2 separate regions of the Gossypium hirsutum genome follow, and region 2 is linked to region 1. Evidence: chromatin contacts called from public Hi-C data. All regions are on one chromosome and are shown on one strand. Each heading gives the region's core, a stretch centred on a gene start, on an enhancer-like site or on the middle of the called end of the contact. The rest is flanking DNA. Distances are from core to core; before and after follow the strand shown.

Region 1 (4,931 bases), core at 1,484-3,983:
AAAATAGTTATTGAATTATTTAAAAATTTTTATTTAAGTCACTAAGTTGTTAAATTTTTCTTTTAAAGTTTGACTAGCGAGCTCTAAATGACAATTTGGTGAGGAGAACAAACCTTGATCCAATTTGATTTGACGACCAGTGCTAGGGATCGAATAAGAAAATGGTTTGGATTTTGGTTTGCAGATTCGTGACAATAAAGTTGTTTCATAAAAAAAACTACAGAAAAAAAGTGGAATGAGAACTTTTGATTGGTGTGGCAATAGAAACAAAGGTTATACATCAGCAATTTTAACATATCAATAACTCAAATAAAAACTTTTGAATAGTTCGATAACTATGTAACTTTCTGAAGTTAAGTGACTAAAACGTTAATTTATTAATATTTTAATAACTATAGGTGTAATTTACCCTTAATGTATTAAAAAAGTTTTTTTGGTGGTTTGTATTGCGTATTTAAATATGCAATAGGTATAGCTGTGGAACAAATACCAATCTGCTAGGAAAATAGAAAAAAAAATGGAGAAGCAAAAGCCAAAACCTATATTTGCAATCTATATTGTTCTTCACTATTTGCAGTACTTTGAACAGTAACTGTGATCTAGTAACTATATATATATATAGTGAAATGGAAGAAATAAGCAAATATTTGACTGCAACACAATTATACAGGCATATATTGAAGTCCATTATTGAACAGTAGACAACTAGAAGAAACACATGTTAATCTTCTCCATTATCAAAGGCTTAATTTAAGTGAAATGGTTGAGAAAATTGTAAATGTAATGTAATATATAAATATATGTATATATATTTAAGGGAAACAATCAACAAAAAAAGCAAACAATAAGAGGAACCAATTTTGTCCCATTGTTGAATATGCATGCAGGGTTTGTATTTTAGTCAGAGATGTGGACCTTACAATCTGCAGTAAAAGGGGAAAAAAAAAGAGAAAAAGAAATCACTGTTTCAAAAGACAAAAACAGTAGAAAACAGTTTGCATTAGAAAATGTTTTTATCCTCAGTGGGAGTCAGTCCATTTTTTATTGTGTTTCCAAAGGACAATATGGACTTTGTGACATAGAATTTGAAACTGAGGAAACAATTAAACTCCTATATCTATTTGTATTCGATAGTTATATTAAATTTCGAGTCAAATTTTTAAATAAAAAGTGTTTTTGTATTCGATAGTTATATTAAATTTTGAGTCAAATTTTTAAATAAAGAGTGAGGTTAAAGTTTTTTAATAAGTGTTTTCTATTGTCATAAGATTTGAATCTGAAATTTTAAAAGACGTTACACTTTTTACCACTCAAGGTATAAAAAAATCGATAGTTAAATGTTTTTTTAAAGGTGATATAAAGAAATTTAATTAAATTAATTTCTCTATTATTAAATAGATTAAATTAATTAATTTAATAATAAAGAGAGTAATTTGATCCCATATGACTTTTCAAAAACTTTTAACTTTTTGAAAAGTTATGATAAAAAATAAAAAGAAAACTAAAAATTTATCAAAACATAAAACCCAATTAGTCAAAGAAATAAAAGACCACAATTATAATATCAAGTTACTAAAATAGATGTACTAAGTAATAATCATAACCAAATCATGTGGTTCTAATTCTCTGCAGAACCAGCTTTCAGCAAAATCCATGGGCAAAGATTTGTTCTAAAGCAACCATCAATTAGAAACAATAAAATGCAATAAACATGAGTTTTCCCTCAGCTTAGTTCCTATAGAATAGAGATAATGCATAGAGAATATTACTGCGGACTCAAAGACAAGACAAGGCAAGCCAAGTAGCATTTGAAAATATTTGGTAAATTACGATGAATTAGATCAAATAATTGTCATCCGTTTAAAATGTTAATGTTGACATGGGTTCTTAAGAAAATTTCATATTAGCAGTTAAAAAGGAGTAGTTAACTATTTGGATTCGAATCAAATTGTAAGAGTAGAGACCAAAGGACTGAACCCACAATTTAAATATAGTAGAATGACCAAAACATAATTTGACCAAAATGTTTAAAACAAGAACAAGATATGGAAGACAGGCTGCTTCCAGCTTTGAGCTTTTTGCTTGGTTGTTGTTCGTCCATGTAGGATCATTAGGGAAAAAAAGAAAACCCTTCTAGAGACAAACCAAAATCCCAAGGATAATTGGAGAAATTCATGCATTTACTAATGGTTTAACTTATTGAACTAGTGCTGCTAAAACCCTGTCTGAGGAAGAGGTTGTGTAGCTGAGACTTTGAGACTTAAATGTGGGGAAAGGGAGTTATGAGAATCACGTGAGAACACACAAAATCCAAACAAAATCTAATGAAAGATCCACAACAAGAGCCAATAGCCAATAAGAGGGGCCAACAGAGGAAAAAGGAAAGTGAGATTAAGAGATAGATGGATTGATATACCCCAAATTTTCACAAGGACAGCAACAGCTGTGACTCAGTAACTCGCTAGCTGTTTATTTTAGCTGCTAAATATCCTATACCTCTATCTCTCTCTCATATGTATCCTTCTATAAGGCTTAACTAAGAGGACCCTTTTGCAAACCTGACAATTTAAAGTTGTTTTTAAACCCTTACCTTCCTGGACACTTTTCCCTATTTGTCACTTACTTTATAGCTTCCCTTTGAAAAAAACCAGTGGTGACATATCAAAGATCTAAGTCCATATGTCATGTCGTAATCAACTTAGATTCTCTCTCCTTCTTTTCTTTGTTTCCTCAGGAGAGGTTTTGAGAGATAAGCAAGTTGAGGGACAGCTTGGCATTGATGTATATTTAAAAATAGACCACTAGCTCCTTCTTTTTGTCAACCTAGCTTTTACCTAAACAAACCAAAAGAAACTTCATCATTTATAATCCTCAATCAAGCAAAACAAATCAATTAAACAAGCCATATCCTAAAGACATCCTCTCTATGCTCTATTAATTGCCAAAAGAGTGAAAAAAGAAGGGGAGGGGTAATTAATAACTTTTGGTATGGAAGAATTCCAAAATAAAAAACAAGAGAAATAAAGAATGGTGGATGGGGAATGGGGGATGTGGGGCTTACTTTTTCAGCAGTAACTTCTCCAAGATACCCCATAAGTCCCACATGTGCCTTTAATGTTGTTATTTTGAATGGTATATGGGTTTTGAAATGTTAACTTATTTCCTTTACTCTCTCTTTCTGCTTGTTAATGGCAGAAAACCTATGAAGGATGTTTCTTTTTATAGTAATGTTGGTTTTTTAAGACCAAACATGTTTTTGACTTGCAAGGAATGTGAAGAAAAGGAAAGCATCCTCCCCTTTTTTTCATAGTATTTCAAAACTTCTTCACGTGATCACAGTTAATTGTCAATTAAAGCTAAGAGCTCTCTCTTTTGTCCATTGCTATTAGTTTTTTCCACTTCTTTCCCTCCCTCCCCCCCCCCATCTTCTCCAACTTATTTGTTGGATTTTGGATTTGGTACCCTTTCCTTTTTGTCTAACACCCTATGTTTAATAGCCACCAGAGCTTCGGCTGGGTGTAAAGTCGAGCTTTTGACGTGCAAGCTTTCTCAACATGTTTTTTCATCCATAAGATAAAGAACTCAAAACCATACTAAAAAAATATCAAACTTATTACCCCTCGTTCACTAGATAAAAGTATTATATAAGTCTCTATATTAAAAGTTATATTTCATTTTACATTCATTTACTAAATAAATAAATAAACTAGTTCATGTTTGTTAAATTTAAAAGTAAACTGATTATTTATACTAAAAATTTCATCATTTCTACTATTAAAAACTAATGGAATAATCGGATAATTACATATACCATTTTATGTATACCTTATACTAACATACATAAACCAATTTTTAAAAGAAAATAGATAAAATTCTTAAAAAAAAAACCATTTTTTTCGTTGATCCAACAAGCACAGTTGCCCTTTTTTTTAAGGAAACTTGCATTGAAGATGAAAGTGCATTTCTTGTATTAAAAAAGGGGTTAATACAACTTAATACAGTGTACTTAAGTGGATGGCAATGGAGATAGTGGAGGGTCAAAAGTCATAACACCGAACGATGATGTGATAAGCTGATGGGTTAACCAAATAGAACATCAAGAAATGAATTATGGTCAAAGAAAAATACCCAAAGAGGGTCTGGAGCCGGGCCATTAGTTGCCTAGAGAGAAAAAACAAAAGAAAATCAATGAAAAAACCCACTGTTTTTGGTCATGTATAACATATTCTAATGTTGATGGGACTCCTCATGGAGCAAAGTATCCAAATAAGACGGCCTTTTCATTGTGACGGCTTATCTTTTAAAGATGTTAGAGACTCCACTCACTGGCTCCACTATTGTATTTACCACCATAGCCGATGAAATGATCCCTATCCAACCCCATATTGCCTATATACCATTTGCTACCTGAAAAGGGCCTTGTCAAATCCATCAAAGTTGCTAATGCCTATGTGCTGAAGAATCTCCCTTTGAAACACATGGTGGGTACGTATCTTTCCTCATGCAGACAAAGCCTCTTTTTTTACTCTTAATTTACAGGATCCAACTGGATCACGTAACACACGATGTTTTGGTTTGTTTATAATTCCCCTTATTAGTGGTTTCATTACACAACAAAAACTTTTAACTGGCATTTGTAAGAGATGTCAATGAATGTCCCACCAAGACATGTAGTTATAAATCCTTATGAATGTCTCAATGATCTGAATCAGCATGGAACCTACAACATTAAACAAAAAGATAAAGCCCTCTAACAATATCCTCAAAGGCTTCATATTTTGAACCATCATGGCATTAAGAAACAAGACACAGTGTGTAGTATAGTTAAATCCCTACCAGTAACTCAAAACAATCGAATACCACAAACATTCAACTTAAAAAGCCCCACCCTATATGTATCCAGCAATGCAGGCACTGGACTTGGGGCTATA
Region 2 (4,931 bases), core at 1,224-3,723, 170 kb before region 1:
AAAATGGAGATAATTTTATATCAAAGGATTAAAAAGCAATACTAGCCAAATACCTAAATAGATAAATATAAATAGGAACATAAAATAATGATAATAATCGTAATAATAACAACAATGGACTAAATTACGATAAAAAAAAGGCCTAGGTATAGATTTTAAAATAAAAATAAAGAAACGTGGACTAAAGGGCTAGAATGAATCACGCGCAAAGATGCAGGGACCAAATGGGAAATTAGTCCCTGCCCCATAAACGGCACCGTTCAGGTGTTTAGCCATTCGAATGGTCTGGGGACCAAATTGCGACAAAACAAAAGGAGTGGCCAAATTTAAAAACAATAAAGAAGCGAAATAGGACCATATTGAAACCAGCCTCGAAAGCAGAAGGACCAAGGGTGCAAATAGACCCTTTATTGAAAACACGCGAATCCCCTGAAACGGGTCGGGTCGGCGTGCAAGTCGTATCAAAACGACACCGTTTTGGCACTTAAATAGCCAAAGTGAAACCGCGTCGTTTCACGCTATTATAAAAGGCCAAAATTTTCTAAAATTTTTATTTTCAACCCCACTTTTACAAAAAATCGTCGGCCGGAAATAAAAAAATCGTCCTTTTTTTGCGATTAAAAGGTAAGTTTTTCTTTCCTTTTTTTAACCTCTTTTTAATATGTATAAATATATATCTTTAAAAACAAGAAATAAAATAAATAAATATATATGTATATAAGCGATTTTGAAAGAAAGAAAAATAAATATATAAATATATATATAAGACCTTAGCCTGCTCTTGAACTTCCTTTCTTCTTTGATTGCTTTATTAGTTTTAGTATTCAAATGATGCTCGAATATTACAAAAAAAAAAGAAAAACCCCTCTTTTACATTGATTTTGCATGGCTTATAAAGCCATTTACAATATATTTCCTTATTATTGTTGTCACTTCTGTCTTTATTTCCTGCAGGTGGCGGTGCAAGTGGCGAGGGTGGAGGAAGTGGTGGCAGAGGCGCTAACCTCGGCAGTGTGGAAGAGGCCAGGGACTAGGGGCGGCATTAGGTTTAGGGGACTAGGGTTTTTTTCTGAAAATTTTGAAGTTTTGGGCCTCTTAGGTTTGGGCTAGGGTTTTTTAATTTTGGGTTTGGGTGTATGGTTTAGTTTTGGGTTTGTTGGATTGGGTTTGTTTTGGATCTGATAGTTTAGGTGTTTAAAGTCTTTTTAGGTTGTTTAATTGTTTTGAGGTCTTATTGGGCCTCGGGCTACTGGAAAAAATAGATTTAAAATCCCTAAATGTGTAGATGAACAAAGATGAAATTATTAGGCCTGGATTTAACCATCTCTTTAATGTCTTACAACCTTTCTGACCTTTGAATTGGTACCCTACTACACCTTGGTAATTCAACGATGTTAAATATTCTAGAAAATAAGGAAATACCTTTGTTTGTTTAACTAGTTTAACAATGTAGTCCAACCCATTTTATCTTCTATAAGACCCATCTGTATATTTGCAAGTGCTGAGTAGAGCTGTTGAGATACCACAAATCCACTCTCTCCATAATCCACCCTGCAATAATCCCAATCAAGCAAGCAACAAATGATGCAAAAATACGACTCTGTCATCAACAATGTTTAATGAAGCCCTTTCAACTTTGAACTTTTCTCTAAAAAATTTCAACTTTCAACATGATGTGGAAGTTTAAGGAAGAGCCTTTTCATTGGTGTCGTATGAGAGGCATAGATTTTTCTTCTGTAGCAGCCCTGGTAATTCAGTTGCGCACCATTTAATGTAGATAGTTAACGTAAAAAAATCTGTCCAATCCCTCTCAAATTTGATATTGAGCAAATTGGTCCATAAAAAAATCAGAGTAATTTAATCCGTGTCAATTTCGAAAATGAGCAATTAAAGACAATTTATCACGGTACTAATATTTTTCGTTAATTGTACATGATTTTAGTTATTATAAAAATAAATTTATCTCTCAAAACTTACACATTCTGTTAATTTGATCTTAATTGTTAAATTAGCTTGCAACATTATGTAAATGTATAAAAATTGAGGCTAAATTTATTGATTTTATTAAAATTAAGGTCAAATTAACAAAAAAAAATATAAACATCAATATTTAAATTTATTATTATACTAATATCCAAGATCGGATTGCAAGAAACGCATGAAAACCGTAAAACTAATTCACCCAACCAACAAGACTCCTATCTATACGGAAAGGCCATGCCTGTAATCGCATAATCTTGATTTTTTGATTCAACAGGGTTCTCATCAGTCTCACATTACCTAGAAACTAAACCTAAAATTGAAAAGAAAGTGTTATGGCTATTAATTAGAGGGGTTAAAACAGTAGTTAATTTCTATTAATTTGTTGAGTTTATTATGTAGTCAGGAAACAGCACGTTTTGGGGAAGGGAGTCCTTTTAATGAAAACGCTGTGTTTTAGGGGGAAGGCTTAGTTTCAAAACGAGGCGTTTTGACAGCTAGCTGTAACCGAATGACAGCTGTAATTTCCTTTTAAGCATGCTCTACATGCTGGGTTGTTATGAAATTGAGTACTGAATTCTCATCTCTCATTTTCTCTCTCTTCTAACTCTCTCTTTCTTCTTCCTCCTATTCTGTTATTCTTCTTCCTCTTTTCTTCAGCAACCGCACTAGAAAGCACGATGGTGAACCATGAACAGTAATTCTGCTAATTACTCGAGTTACTTTGATACGCGAGAGGAAGATGGAGAGATTAGGGCCTTGTTTTTCCTCGATAAGTCACAGTGGGATACAGAAGGTAGACGCAGGAGGGATTTGCGCTTTTTGGATCTGGAAAGAAGTGAAATCACTGAAGTTTTGAGTACGATCCCACCTGATGTTCATTTTGGTTTCTCTATGGTTCCCTCTGGCAACCAAGCTTACGCCATTGGGGAAAAATCGGTCGGGGTCGTAACTATCGTTCAACAAGCCACGTTTTCCGCTTTGATTTTAAGCACGCTGAACGTAGGTGGGAACAAGTTACTTCTATGTGGTACCGTCGGAGTTCGCCCGAGGCACTTGCTGCACAAGGCTCCCCAAACTCTGCGGGATGCAGCAAAGCAAGTTATCCAATAGAATTAACTGTCCAGTAAAGCAAGTTTGGGGAGCTTTGTGTCCCTAACATCTTTGACGATTCGTTGGTGTGACGAGCTCTGATCTTTGCCACAACAGTTGCAGAATCTAACTTGTTTGCAGTCTCTAGAGATCAGTGAATGCCATGGCCTTTCTACTTCACCCCAGCATATTGACGGGTTAATTTCCCTCAAATATTTATCCATCGAGAACTGCAGTAACCTAAGATCATTACCCCTAACATATAAGAATTAATTTGCACATTTTTTGAATAGACAAGTGAAAATGCAATCTTACTTTTAATATAAAGTCCTTCCTAATACTTTTAACCACGAAAAACTCAAATTTTTACACATGATATTAGAAATATCTACGGTATTAATTTGTTTCTAAAGAAATATCTACAGTATTAATTTGTTTCTAAAGAAATATCTACAAGAATATCATCCATTGCTGAACTCATTGGTCTTGCATCAGCTACATTAATAAGCAAGCAATTGCAGTTCCCAATCTGCAATATGTTCAAGACATTAAAGAAACTCTTAGTAAGAGTAGATAAAAATAACATACATCGCCTGCATGCACATACATACACACACATGGAACCCAAAATAATTATGATTTGAAGGGGGCTCTAACCTTCATTTAGGGCATCAAAAATGTATGTTCAAAGGATTAAAATGAAGCAGAGGTTCTATATCCACCCTCTCCAGCCGCATAAATGCCTCCATGCCTGTTGCGCCACATTCTCAATATAAGGTACTCAAAACAGTTACGCGTATAACTTGCTTTGCTGCATCCCGCAGAGTTTGGGGAGCCTTGTGCAACAAGGGCCTCGGGCAAACTCCAACGGTACCGCATAGAAGTAACTTGTTCCCACCCACGTTCAGCGTGCTTAAAATCAAAGCAGAAAACATCGCTTGTTGAATGATAGTTACGACCCCGACCGATCTTTCCCCCAATGACGTAAGCATGGTTGCCAGAGGTAACCACAGAGAAACCAAAATGAACATCAGGTGGGATCGTACTCAAAACTTCAGTGATTTCACCTCTTTCCAAATCCAAAAAGCGCAAATCACTCCTGCGTCTACCTTCGGTATCCCACTATGACTTATTGAGGAAAAACAAGGCCCTAATCTCTCCATCTTCCTCTCGTGCATCAAAGTAACTCGAGCAATTAGCAGAATTGCGGTTCATGTTTCACTGTCGTGAAAGAGAGAGTTAGCAGAGAAAGAGAAAATGAGATGAGAATTAAATACTCTATTTCATAACAACCCAGCATGCAGAGTGTCGAAACCATTTTTTTGAAAACGCAGGAATCGACTTTGGTTTGAAAATGATAATTAAAACGCGAGTCGCCACCGATCTTTATTTGGTGTGATCGGATCACCTTTGTTTTAGATAAAAAATTTTAGTTCATTAAAACGGCATTTTGGTCTACGAAATTCAAGAGAACAAGTTCGGGAGTCGGTTACGCGCGAGGAAGGGTTAGCACCCTCGACATTCCCAAAAATTGGTACCGGATTGATTAGTTAGTGTCTTAATGTCGAAAATTGAAGATCGAGGACGAATTTAAAATACGATCCTTTTTTATTAGCGTTAATTTTTAAGAAAAAAACACTTGAATTAGCTCAAAACGATCGTTAAAGACTTCCTCGTCTCGAGATATTGGAGTATCACATCCCGTAAGTTAGGACATGATATCATGAATTCCCGAGCGCAAGTTTGTCTTTAATTTAAATTGGAATTCCGTGCGTTTTAAAACTTGAAAGGATATTTGGCTATTTAGAATCAACGAGAAAATCGAAACCACGTAAGTTAGGGCACAATTCTTTGATGTT

The links. Hi-C and Micro-C count contacts between places; a contact is called where the count stands out from the background.
Region 2: a Hi-C map of leaf shows a contact between it and region 1, with 1.8 times the contacts expected there. The contact joins two enhancer-like sites. A contact is called at or near these places in 2 of 34 Hi-C or Micro-C datasets (both in leaf).

Annotation. Positions count from the first base shown.
Region 1 is chrA06:2,812,998-2,817,928 of Gossypium_hirsutum_v2.1, reverse strand. No RefSeq gene overlaps it. Among protein-coding and RNA genes, the nearest start is that of LOC107930590, 7.0 kb to the right of the region's middle. Within about 2 kb of position 2,733, at least 6 of the 9 cell types and tissues checked have an H3K27ac peak or open chromatin away from gene starts, as enhancers often do. A contact at or near this core is called in leaf, where this site is marked.
Region 2 is chrA06:2,978,668-2,983,598 of Gossypium_hirsutum_v2.1, reverse strand. No RefSeq gene overlaps it. Among protein-coding and RNA genes, the nearest start is that of LOC107930625, 3.9 kb to the right of the region's middle. Within about 2 kb of position 2,473, at least 8 of the 9 cell types and tissues checked have an H3K27ac peak or open chromatin away from gene starts, as enhancers often do. A contact at or near this core is called in leaf, where this site is marked.